2 separate regions of the Sus scrofa genome follow, and region 2 is linked to region 1. A link is a contact called in public Hi-C data. All regions are on one chromosome and are shown on one strand. The core of a region is the stretch at or near the end of the contact, and the rest is flanking DNA. Distances in the headings are between cores, read along the strand shown.

Evidence for each region. A called contact is a pair of places that touch in the nucleus more often than the background predicts.
Region 2: a contact with region 1 is called in a Hi-C map of omental adipose tissue, with 2.5 times the contacts expected there. The contact joins two enhancer-like sites. A contact is called at or near these places in 14 of 47 Hi-C or Micro-C datasets (alveolar macrophages, embryonic fibroblasts, epiblast stem cells and 9 more).

Annotation. Positions count from the first base shown.
Region 1 is chr5:92,309,247-92,316,078 of Sscrofa11.1, forward strand. No RefSeq gene overlaps it. Among named protein-coding and RNA genes, the nearest start is that of CCER1, 430 kb to the left of the region's middle. Within about 2 kb of position 2,290, at least 3 of the 83 cell types and tissues checked have an H3K27ac peak or open chromatin away from gene starts, as enhancers often do. A contact at or near this core is called in omental adipose tissue, where this site is marked.
Region 2 is chr5:93,115,553-93,122,169 of Sscrofa11.1, forward strand. No RefSeq gene overlaps it. Among named protein-coding and RNA genes, the nearest start is that of POC1B, 13 kb to the right of the region's middle. Within about 2 kb of position 2,534, at least 13 of the 83 cell types and tissues checked have an H3K27ac peak or open chromatin away from gene starts, as enhancers often do. A contact at or near this core is called in omental adipose tissue, where this site is marked.

The sequences.
Region 1 (6,832 bases), core at 1,040-3,539:
TGAGGTAGGTAGCATTGCTCTAGTGAAGTATGGTTCAGATAATTCACATGAACATGTGCTGTGTGGAAGAAAGGAAAAACAAAAGGGACTGTCTTCATGGGAGATTTTTTTTGTTATTCAACAAAAATTCTGAAACTTTTTTGGAATGAGGGCTCACAAATTAAATAATCCCTCTGCTTCTAGTCCTATTACTACAAGACTTGTGTGTTTATTTTTGTTGTTATTTTTAATGGCTATAACACAAAAAAGAGGGAGAAAGAGTTTCCATCACCTTGACCCCATTTTGTACCTACTTATGTAAATACATTTTAAATAGATTTATAGTGCAACTATGCAGAAGATAATTTTCTCAAGGACAAGGATCCTTGGAGTTCCCGTCGTGGCTCAGTGGTTAACGAATCCACTAGGAACCATGAGGTTGCGGGTTCGATCCCTGGCCTTGCTCAGTGGGGTAAGGATCCGGTGTTGCCGTGAGCTGTGGTGTAGGTCGAAGACGAGGCTCGGATCCCACGTTGCTGTGGCTCTGGGTAGGCTGGCATCTACAGCTCCAATTAGACCCCTAGCCTGGGAACCTCCATATGCTGCAGGAGTGGCCCAAAAAAATGGCAAAAAGACAAAAAAAAAAAAAAAAAAAAAAAAAAAGACAAGGATCCTTTTCTGTCTTCAACCTTTGCAAACACTAAAGTATATTAACAAGGAATGAATAAGATTCTACCCAAAGAGATAGCAGTTCAACAAAAAGCCTGTCTTCTCCTGGAATTAGTCCCACTTTGCTTTGGACACCCACTAGCTTGAATTCGTGCCTCCTGCAATCCCTCGCCCAGCACAGGTTCATCCAGTTAATATGATAATTAAAATGTGGATGGAAGTTCTTGCATGTATGTTTGAAAATATGGCATGAATATATATAATTTGTATAAGAACATTGGGTTAGAGATGATTTGGCAATGCTACCTGGGGCTTTTATTCTCTCCTGAATAACTAGTGTAGACAAGAGAAGCATGTTTTATCTTATTCTTTATTCGCATTTTATATCTTAGTCTTTATTTGCTATCCTAAAATTATTCTGTTCCTATAAAATGTTATTTCTTTTTTTTTTTTTTTTTTTTTTTTTTTTTGCTATTTCTTGGGCCGCTCCGGCGGCACATGGAAGTTCCCAGGCTAGGGGTCCAATGGGAGCTGTAGCCACCGGCCTACGCCAGAGCCACAGCAACGTGGGATCCGAGCCACGTCTGCAACCTACACCACAGCTCATGGCAACGCCGGATCGTTAACCCACTGAGCAAGTGCAGGGACCGAACCCACAACCTCATGGTTCCTAGTCGGATTGTTAACCACTGCGCCACGACGGGAACTCCTAAAATGTTATTTCTTAAGAGAGTTCCTTTGACTTTCCCCTGAATGTTTATTGAGTGCCAGGCACTGAAAAAAAAATAATATCAGTATAGAGCAAGGCGAACCTCTGATATACAGTCTTTAGTAATGAGTGGGCAAGAGTTCTAAAGTCATTCATAATGTTTTTATACCATTATCCTTCCATTATTGTTATTGTTATTTTTTTTTGTCTTTTTTGTCTTTTCGAGGGCCGCACCCACAGCATATGGAGGTTCCCAGGCTAGGGGTCCAATCGGAGCTGTAGCCACCGGCCTACGCCACAGCCACAGCAACGTGGGATCCGAGCCACGTCTGCGACATACACCACAGCTCACGGCAACACCAGATCCTTACCCCACTGAGCAAGGCCAGGGATCGAACCCGCAACCTCATGGTTCCTAGTCGGATTTGTTAACCACTGAGCCACAAAGGGAAATCCCCATTAATATTTTTAAAATTGTTATTGGAATCATCAGTGATATATGATTGTTTATTTGTTTATAATTATTTCACTAAGCCACTTCCCTGAAAATTCTGGTTCTGTAGGTCTGGTCTAGAACTCAGCTATCTGTAGTTATCTGTATTTTTACAGGTATACAAGTATCTTTTTATAAGAAACTTAGAGGGGAAAAGCTTCCACTTCATAAGTAATAGATATATCTTCTCCCTTTCACCTGAATATTGACCCAGCATAATTCAAAACATGTGGTCGGATCAGTGCAATGAGGCATACATTTTGGAAAGAACATTTTGGCCAGTCTTGCTCAGGGAGGAAATATCCTCCCACATCCCAGGGGGGTATCTGCTAGGCAAATGTCAAGGCAATTACAATTAGGATTTATTTCAACACTGCGTAGCGTACTGCCCTGTCTCACAACACCGATAAAGTGGCGAGTCAAAGGGCTGAGTTTGTTTATGAGCCACCCACTCTCCCAGCACAGCTGCCACCTCCCTTATCACCCTGCGACCTCCAAGCCAACTGCAGATAAGAGAGAGCTTTAAGGTGGCAGCAGCTCTCAGCTCTACCAGGTCTCCTGGCAAGGGTCAGAGCAGGGCTCTCCTTTCTCGCTTCAGTTTTCATCTCAGTCCATGGGGCTCCTTCAGTTCTAACATCCTGGCTACATTCTCTGCACATCTGTAAACTTGTTCCTTGTTCTTCATTTCAAAGTTATGAGATGCCTATTTTGGAAAATAAGAATAATTGAAAAAGCAGTGAATTTGATTTGATGTGACAGAAGAAAGCAATTGGAGAGGATATTATAACTACTCAAGTTTGCAGGAACTTTTTTATTGCCAATGAAGAACTTTCTCAATTTGGACAAAAACCCAAGCATGATGTGTTCTTGATAAGTACTATTCTTTCCAAAAACCTAAAAATAGTTTTCAATTAGCCTAGCATACATCTGTAAGGGTGCTGATAAATGCTGCCATTCCTTCAGGAAAAAAAGAAAAGGTGGTGAGAAAAGAAACATGAACATGAAAGTTAAAGAATAGTGGATTTTCAGCTATAGAGCGCTATTTCCATCAATCAAGCAGTAAATATTCAATGGGTAACAAAGAAAATAAAATATATTACTAGCTGCTGAAGGAAAGAATGAAGGATAGAGAATATGATAGTCATGATTTGACATATAGATTATTAAAATAATTAAATGAATTAATTCATCCAATTCACCTAGAGCAGAGCTGGATACACAGAAAAAACTCAATAAAGGTGTGTTGTTATCATTAATTATTTTCCTCTAGGAAACTAAAGGTAAACACATGGGAACATACCTAACAATAATCTACTCCAATGTCATAAGAAAATTTTGCATATTTTAATTCATTTTACATCTTCCCAGCCAATAACTCAGGAGGGATCAATACTATCCATAGAATTCAACTGATGTCAATTTAGTCATATACTAAATTGAATCACGACTCAATGCCAGAAGCAGTAAATTATATAGAACAGTGGTTCCCAATCAGGGTGATTTTGTCACAAAACCACAGGGGGCATCTGGCAATGTTTGGAGATTTTTTTTTTTTTTTTTGCCATGACTTGTAGGGGAAGGGTTACTACTGGTTTCTAATAGGCAGAGGTTAGAGATGTGGCTAAACATTGTATGACGCACAAGATAATCTCCAAACAAAGCATCACTGGGACCAAAATGCCAACAGTGACCAAGGAGTGGAAAGACTTTGCATCACAAGACTGGGAGACATGTATTTCAGGCACAAGAATATATGAGAAAAAAATAGAGGAGAGGGGAATGCTAATATAAAAAGCAATGATAAACGAATAAAAAGTCCAGAAGGGGCGTTCAGGGAATGATAAGAAGCACACTTTGGGTTTTGTCTTCCTATCTCTGTGATTACTCTGTCTGCTCTTTTTCTCATTCCTCTTGTGCCCTGGATCATCTACCTGAGCATCTAGTGATGTGACTGTGATCTGGGAATCCCCACTGTCAATCCCATTTACCTTTGGAAAAACCACAATTTCTCCCTTTGGTTTGCCTGTCTGTATGTAACATAAAAGAGCTCTAGAGTTCTCAGAGACAGGTCCACCCTCCTGTCCCCATGCTTTGCTTAACGTAGACACATGAAGAACCCCCTCCTCCTTGAAATACCTATTTCACTAGACAAGAGCAGGGTCACTTTACTCTGTGAGTTCAACTCTCCATACCACACATTTCAACAAATTACCTGCAACTAAGGCTGGAAATGAGCATGATTACTGGATCTTAAGGAACGTCCATCTTCAGTTATAAATATTTAAATGAAATAAAACACATTAGGCACATATCATCCTAAACCACTATTAACCACTTATTTCTTCTTAAATCAATCATTTCTTTGCATATATGTGTTTTCTCTATGTAGGTGGTAAAAATAGTGAGACCTCATTTCCACAGGTTGAGTTCTCACTTGTAAGGATTTTATCCAAAAAAAAAAAAAAAAACCAAAAAAAAAAAAGAAAATTAAATGGCTGCATGCATTTCTTCCATTATTAGGATCTATTTCCCATTCATGTCCCAGTATTATAGAATATTTACCTTAAAGACACTTAGCAAGGACAGTGCTTGGGGAAAAAAATCCTATTAATTAATAAAACTTAAGAAATGAGGATTAGAGGGTAATTTCATAATTGATATAGGTTTGATTATCAAAGTTTCATTTTGATTCTACTGAAAAAAAGACATTTTCTCTACATCTTGTTATTTTAAACATCCTAGTAATTTTGTGTACATCTGATAAAGAAGCCAGAACCACAAAATTGAAAGAATATGAAAAAAAAAAAAATCTAGCAGCTGCCCAATTATAATAACCTTGAGGCAAAGAAGTTGGTCAGGAGTGCAATTCTTTTGTTTACTTTTAATTTCCTTCTGGCTTTTAAAAATATAACTTGTGTTCATATAAATGCTGCATCAAAGCAGTCATAATAAATAATTAGAGTGTTATCAAAGACCGTTTTGTTCTTCCAGCTGCTAGAACTGTTTTATTTACATACTATTGTGAAGTGACTCAAAAACAGCTGCTATTTTATGTGAGCTATTCCATGATTTGATTTGAAATGCTTTCCTCCAGTATATCCAATGTCATTTTAAAAGCAATGACAGACTCATGACAAAACCGTTTTTGGACTGTCGTGCATCTCAAAAAGAAAATAACTTTGATCGATGAATGAATGTTGTGAATGGAAATGTGTGCTTTCAAAAGGGAAATGTAAGCTCGATATTGCTTACTCTCAGGCTGAGTGTGTAAATGGCACAACTGTGGAATATGTGCACAGGTCAGACACCTAGAGGACTTTCCCAGAAATGCATCCTGCCTTGGGAGCAGACACTTCACTTGCTAATTTAATTTACCTCCCCTCTGGAGTTAGCCGTGCTCCAACAGTATGTGACCACAGAAATAGTGAGACATTCATGTAAATTCTCCTAGATAAGAGAATAAGCAAGACAAGGCAAAATCAAGAGGAGAAAAACAAAAACAAGTAAGAGCTGTAGCAACAGAAGAAAAGGGTAAGGCAAAGAAACAAAGAACAAAAAGAAATGAGGATAGAAAAGGAAAGAATAATATCCCAACAGCCTCGTTGTTTTTTTTTTTTTTTTTTCTATTCATGGCAACGAAGTCCCTTTTAAATTTATTTGAATAACAGGTGTGCCTGGATTGTTGCACAATTCCCCATCCCACTCAATTTCCACAAGAAAGTGGAAATACCTCGTCTTTTCAGAGAAAGACACATAAGTTGAGGAATAATTTCAGTGCATTTGAATATAACTAAAATATGCTATAAGTTAATGCAACAGGAATGACTGAGACACCTTGGGATGAGTTACTTCTAATTAGATGGTTATTATCGTTATCATTAAACACCCCAACTCAAACTCATTCATTTAGTGATGGGAAACCAAAGCTTATGTTCCAGAGGTCGGTCGAATCAATACTCTTTCCCCCCAGTCAACTTGTCACAAATTTATTATTGATACCATTTAGGAAATTACAGTTGTGTCTATGTCAACAACCTCTTGCAACTAATTTATTTCTTCAGACAGTTCCAAGATCTTTTATCTTCGGGAACTATAGTACACACAATATAAAACTGTATTGAATGCTTTATTTAATATAACCTTAAAAGTATGAGTCTGTAAGAAATAAATGAACCATAATTTCTTCAGTTGTGATGGGGAAAGTACATGCCAAAGTTAGATAAAATAATTGAAGTGCCAAATGAATTAGATCATTGTGAATATATAGTTCTGCAACTGAAGAAGTGATGTACAGAAATTAATAGTAAAAATATGTAGCCAATAATACAGATTAATAAAAACCAACATGGGGGAAAAGAGTAGGTCTATTATCATGCCATTTTGCTTTTGAACTTTTACCTAATGTAACTCACGACCTAAACACAGTCCATCTTTGGAATTAAAACATTATTTTAATAAGTGTTAAGAACCACTTGATCAGCATCCAGTCACCTACCCATCTCCACTTACTCGCTTTGTCCCAGCCACTGTAGCTTACTTGCTGATCCTTCAACTTCCCATAATCCTCTTTCCTCTGGGGCTTTGAACTTACTGTTCTCTGAAATCCTCTTCCTCCAGATAACTCCATTTTTTCTTTAAAATTTGCTTAGAATCATCTCTTTGAATCCCAAATATAAGAGAACTGCTTCACAATTTCATCATCATCCAAGTACTCATCAAGAATAACTTTTATAAGTATATAATGTATGTAATACAACAGAGAGAAGAGAAATTAGAATAATATGCTGTTCTATCAAAAAATATGACCTGTGCCTCAGCAGCAAGCCAAGCTGCTGCAGAGACAATGCCAGATCCTTAACCTGCTGCAACACAGCGGGAACTCCTGAAAATATGTTTGCTGGGGTCTCCTATACTTCTTTTTTATAAGTATCTAGTCGAAGTAATGATTACTTTGTCTGAAGCTTCTTTATATGGAGTTCAGT
Region 2 (6,617 bases), core at 1,284-3,783, 810 kb after region 1:
CAACTTTCTAAACCAGAATCTAACACTGAGCCCTTAGGCGGCATCGTTTCCTAGGAGACCAGCCATCCAGGTTCATTATTCGGAACCACTCCGTTTTGGAAGGGGCAGTAATGTGTCTTTTGGGGAATACTTGCAGCTCCTGGAAAGTGATTCCCCTTTCCTGCCTGTGATGCTTCTGCCAGCACTGCCGTATGTGGCGGATAGACGGCCTTCGTCACCCCCACGGTGTCCCACGCATCATTGCCCCTGACTGAGGAACTCCTTTACAGTGAAATAACTGTGATATTGAGAGCTCCCGTCATGAAATCCGTTGTTCTTACATCACCTAGAAGCATCTGGCTTGAGGAGAGGATACACTGTCACATGGAGGTCTCAGTTCCCAGATCCAGGGAGAGGCAACGTCTTGTGAGGTTGGGGTGTTATTGCTCAAGTGGTCCCATCAGTGGTCCATACAAGGTGTTGGATTGTAGCTCTGGGAACCCAGGGGTGGAGATGGAGGTGTCTTCTTACTGTTATCCTTGAACACTCCCTCCAAGAAGATTATCTTCCCGTCCCTGAAACATTGTAGCTAGTGAGTCGAGGTCCTTGTGCCAAATAGGGAGACTATTTCCACTGGTCAACAGTAAAACTGCCCCCTGGCCATCTCAGGCTGCGCGTGCGAGGAATTAAGGGCGGAGAGTTGGGTGTCTATATGGGCCAGTGTGATTGATCCTACTTATCAAGGAGAAATTGGATTGTTGCTGCAAAACGGGGACAATGCCATGTCTGAAGGCCATGGGATTTACTGCAGTCCCTGTTCAATAGTCATGGTCCAAGGGAAACCACAGCAACTTGATAAAGACAGAGCCATGAAGCACCCTGGTCCTATGGGATTGAAGGTTTGACTCATCCCTTCAGATAAGTTCCCGTTGTGGCTCAGTGGGTTAAGGACATGATGTTGTCTCTATAAGGATTGTGGGTTCAATCCCTGGCCGTGCTTGATGGGTTAAGGATACGGGGTTACCGCGAGCTATGGCGTATGCCTCAGCTGAACTGCTATTCAACCCCTAGCCAAGGAACTTCCACATGCCGCAGGGGTGGCCGTAAGAAGGAAACAAACAAACAAAAAAGAACACCTTCACTGCCAAGGTGCTAGTCAAAAGTACAGGCATGATGGAATGATAGAATAAGTGGTAGAAGGAGGAAGGGGGGATTATCCATTAGATCTGCTCAAATGAGGGGTCGTAGCTGCTACATTCTGTTGTAATTGCCACTCCAGATGCAAGAGTTTGCATCTCCGAACCCTGAAGTCTCAGCTCCCACTCCCTCCCCCTCCCCTCGGCAACCACACGTCTGTTCTCCACATCCCTGGGCGTGGTTCTTTTCCATCGGTAGCTTCATTTGTGCCCTATATGAGGGTCCAGGGCGATGAGACTTTGCGGGTTCCCAGTGTTGGGGATCCGAGTTGCTTCAGCTGAGGAAAGGACGAGCATGGAAGCTGAGTGACCACAGGGTAGCCTGGCCTGGTTATTCTTAGCCCTTTTCTCTGCCCTTTCTGGCCAGACCCTGCGGCCTGGAAAGCTGGCTGCGGCTACACCTGCCACCTGGCCCTCTGACCAGGAGGCGCTGGCAAGAGGCAGAGGGCAGGAGGAGGGCGAATTCAGGGATTCCTCCTCCTCCTCCCCCGTCAGTCCTCCAGCCCCACCGCCCTGCAGCCGAGGCTCCAGCTCCCAGGTGCCTCTTGGCACAGCTCAGCGCTCATCAGGTCGGGAGGACTAATCTCCGGGTGTCTCCCCAGATCTTGTTGGTTCTGTTAACCCTGCCCACGCCTCTGTAAACAATCCCTGCACGAAATGCTTTTCAGTTAAAGCCCTTTGAGGGTGCCATCTGTTTCCTGCTAAGACTTCAATGGATAGAACCGGGAAAAAGCTGAGAAGTGGGAGCACTATACCGTTTGGCTGTTGGGAAGGAGGTGAAGGGAAATGTTAGGATTTGAAGGCCAGCGTATCACAGCAACGCCTGCCTTTCACAGGCTGAGAAAAACCATCATCTCTACTGTTCATGGTTGTTGTTGTTGTTATTTTAAGTGTCATCAGGTGGAAAAGCCTGGAAAGCAAAGTGGGTTGCACCAAAGATTGAGGGGTTTTCTTGGATGCAGGATGATCCCTTCCGTGCCGGACAAACTGGGATGATGGGTGACCTTAATCTGTGATGTTAATCGGGCGTGTGAGTCCCCTCCTGGATGTCCCTGCTGAAGGAGCATTCCAGGCAAAAGAACACTGTTCTAAAGCCCTGTGCCGCCTCCTCTCAATCCTCTGTCGTGACGGCAGACATCCTTTTTCACTCATGGCGTGCTTTCGCTTTCATTCTCCCTGCAGCCTGAGATTCCCTCTTAACCCCGTGGTTCAGGCAGCTGGTGTCAACTGCTCAGAGTTGAGATGCCAGACAAGAACCTGTCTGCCCCTTTGGAACTAGAGCTTTGACCCCAAACCCAACAGCTAAGCTGGATCACACCTCCCTTTGCCCTTATAACCCTGGACCTTGCTGACGTGGCAGAGAGTGTGGCCTTTTGACTCCCTTGCACCTGACCTTGTCTTTCTCTCTCTGTGTCTCTCCATCCACTGTAAAACCTTCAAAGGCTGACAGTGTGTTTGTTGTAAAGACAGCAGCTGGTACCTTTGTAACATGAACACATGCTTGGCATTGTTCTAAGTGCATTTATCTATTCTTTATATTTTCAGGATGAGGAAACAGATACTGACCTAAGTGACTGGCCCTGGGTCACACAGGTCGGGTGTAGAAGGCTCAGGACTCCATCTGCTCAGTCAGGCTTGAAATCTCTGCGGTGTTACACTGTGCAGCCTCTCTTCTTGCTCACCTGGAAATTCCTGGCACCTGGCTCAGAGCTTGGCCGGTGATCCGTGTTCAATCGTTAAATATATACCTAAGATCGTTAAAGGAAGAGAAACCCTAATATAGTTTCCTCTCCTTATAAGGCCCCTTTTCCCTGGACCCTGCCCTGGTTTTAGCAGACTTCTAAGCAGGGGCAACATTTGACCCAGCCGACTAAACCAGCAGCCTGGGAGAAGCAAGGAGCAGAGTGGTCCAGTGTAATGTAGGTTCAAATCCAGGCTCTCTCAGCCTCCTAGTCTGTAAAATGGGAATTAAAATGGTATTTACCTTGAAGAGTTCTACTAAACGCTGTACGAAAACCTCGGCAGGCACTGAATATATTTGACGTTAGCTTTGATTTCTTTAATCAGTGTTATTTCCAATCAATCCAAACATAGTAAATCTACGTGCAGAAGGGAAATTTTCTGTTCTACGAGCAATCCCTTTCCACTTCTGAGTTCCATCCTCTAGCAGAGGGATCTTTCTGCGGAGTCTCTTCCATCCTGAGCCTGTTTTTTCTCTGGAGCAGGTGAGTGGAAGGAGAGAAATCCTTGAGCTCCCTCTAGAGGCCCATGGTGCTCCAACTTTGAAATCCACGGTGACATCCTGAGATCCACAGGGTTGTTTTCTGAGAATTTGTTTCTTCCTCCAGCTGTGTGTCCCTCCTTCTGTGCTGGATGTTTTTTGACTGACCCTCTGAATCTACCCTCCACTGCTTCCCGTTCTGCTCTGGATCCCAGAATGCTGACCTGTACGGGCTGCAGCCACTGGCTCCCTTGCCCATCAGCTTGCAATTTATACTAACCAGCTATAGTCACTAGCATTGAGCAAGAAGAGAGAGGTTGCTGTGTTATTTCCCAGCCATGTTGCTAAGTATAGACGACACCCTTCTGGCAAAGCCCACAGCTCCTGTCACGCAGCCTCAGATCTGTGGATCCTTGATGAGGGCTCCCCAGGTCCCCCCTCAGACCCAGGGATGGAGAGGCTTTGTGCAGTTACGACCCCGTGCCAGCGCATCTCAGGGGACTCCCTTCATCTTGCCCACCGCATTGTGAACCGTCCCATTGTTGAGCTCCCCTCGGTTACACTATTTGAGAGGGGCATCTGGCAGATCCATCTCCTTTCCCGTCCAAATGCCCTGAGTTAACACTCCCCCTCGCCTCCCCCACGCCTCCCCCAGTCCCCTGGGCTCCAGTAAACTAACTGCCTACAGTTTCCAAAATATCACCTGCTGCCTAGTGCTCCAGGGCTCGCCGATGGCTTTATCCATGCGCCGTAGCCTTGCCCACTCCACACCCGACCCCTTTACAATCCACTCCCCCACCCCCACTAGCCTCTACCTAATCCCAATCCCTTTTCCTCTAGAGGCCATGGCACAGATGGGGGCACAGCAGGATCAAGGGCATGGCTCAGTGGCCATGTCTTCTCTTCAGTTCTTCCTGATCTCTTGAGGTGTACACTTTTTCCCATCTCTCAGCATCCATGCCGTTGCCACCCCCCTGGGCAGCAGCCTTGCATTTCGGTTGGGTTTACCTTTTCTCTAGTGTCCGTGGAGGCTCCTGGGTCGTTTAATTATGTTCCACTGACTGGGTTCATTAATACAAGCCTAATCCAGCCAGACCATGGCATTCCCTGGTCCAGGGATGACTTCGAGGGGTTCTGCTCAGCAGGAGACTGATGCGCTGTGATGGCTGATCTCCGGAAGTGAGGTTCTTCCCTTCAGAAGTGAACAAGGAACTGGTGGTTGCCTCTGCGGCTGCCTGCCATCTTGTAGCCCAGAAGGATGCCAGTCTGAGGAAGGAGCCAGCCTGCAGGGAGGCAGAGCCCAGAGAAACCACTGAGAAACAGAGCTGGGTCCTTGATCACATTGTAGCCACATCTGTTATGCAAAAGCCAGTTTGAGATGGGTTTTATGTTATTATACAAACTAAAAATATCTGCTGTACTTATGCTAATTTTTTAAAAAGCAAGACTCATAAGGTGCAATTAGAAAGCAACTTCTTTTCTTCTTTGGCCCATTCAGACTCACCCAAAGGGCGCCTTCTGACTGTTTCTGTGTGAAGTCTTGGTGGGGTGCAAGGGGGAGGGGTCCCCCATACCTTACTTGTTCATTCACTGACCATGAAATGTCTTCCAGACCTCTAACTCAAAATAGTTTTATTTCAGTAATTAAAATACCCGTCTTCTCTTTTGCATTTGTCTTTGGGGGGAGGAGGTAGGGGTATCTCAGAGCTGCCCCTGGGTGGGAGTGGGGAGAAGGGTGGGGCACCCACAGCCCCGCCTCTGCCAGGCTCCTCCCTTTTCCCACTTGTTGGTCAGCAGAGGGAATATTCTAGTTTGTTCTCTTGGTTGTAGGGAAAATGCTGCTTTGCTGGAGCTGAGGGCTGGACTGGGGGAGGGCAGGGTTAGTTCAGTTTAGTTCAGTTTAGGAGCCTGCTAGCAAGCCTCTTTGGTGGTATCTTTAGTACTTCTTAAGCCAAATCCTTTATCGTGACAAGCATGAATGGTATCAAGGCCAGCATTGTGCCCTGTCTGTCCGAAACTTTTGGACACAACTGCTTCTCCATTCGGATGGGAAAGAGAGGCCTTATTTTGGTGGGGGGACCTCTTAAACACCATTGCAGTCCACAAACATGATTTTTTTTCCCCACATATTTTTAAAAATTTTTCCAAATCAGCTTACGACTTTTAAAATGAGTGAGACTTTGGAGTTCTTGATGTGGCTCAGCGGTAATGAACCTGACTAGTATCCATGAGGAGGCAGGTTCGAACCCTGGCCTTGCTCGGTGGGCGACGGATCCAGCGCTGCCATGAGCTGTGGTGTAGGTTGCAGTGCCACTCGGATGGAGATCCCCCATTGCTGTGGCTGCAGTGTTGGCCGTTGCAGCTCCAATTTGATCCCTAGCCTGGGAACTTCCTTATGCTGGGGTGCCCTCCCCCCAAAAAAAGACAAAAGTAAATAAAAAGTGAGGGAGTTTAACTAAAAGTCTGGCTTTTCAGCTTGTTATGGTAATGTCAGTGATTCAGGGACTGCCTTCCTCAGGGCAACTGTGTCTGAGACTGAGGAATAGCTGTCCCTTTAGGTAAGAAAGGTAGGCACTTTGCAGTTCTCTGAAGTTCCTCTTGCCTAGAGCTACTGGATTTTAGCAAATAAAAATTCATGATGCCCTGATTAAAGTTGACATTCAGATAAACAGCCCTTTTATTTTATTGTTTTTGGTGTATGTCCTGTGTAATTCATGTAATTCAGTTGGGACACCTGATTGTGTCTGGTAATCCCATGGTCTTGTCTAGCCTCTTATTTTTGTGATCTGCTTAGGCCTAGAAGATGAGTTAAGTTTTCTGCCCTTGTACTCATTTTTACTTATATTTTTGTCTAAAATATTGCCTGTCTTGGTACAACCACTATGGAAAAGAGTATGGAGGAACCTTAGAAAAATAAATGTAGAACTACAGTATGACCCAACAATTACACTCTTGGGCATATATCTGGACAAAACTTTCCTTGAAGAAAACACATGCACCTGCATGTTCCTTGCAGCACTATTCACAATAGTCAAGATGTGGAAACAACCTAAATGTCCAGATGAAAGGATTAAGAAGATGTAATATATATATATATATATATATATATATATATATACACAATGGAATACTACTCAGCCTTTAAAAAGGACAAAATAATGCCATTTGCAGCAACATGGATGGAACGAGAGACTCTCATACTGAGTGAAGTAAGTCAGAAA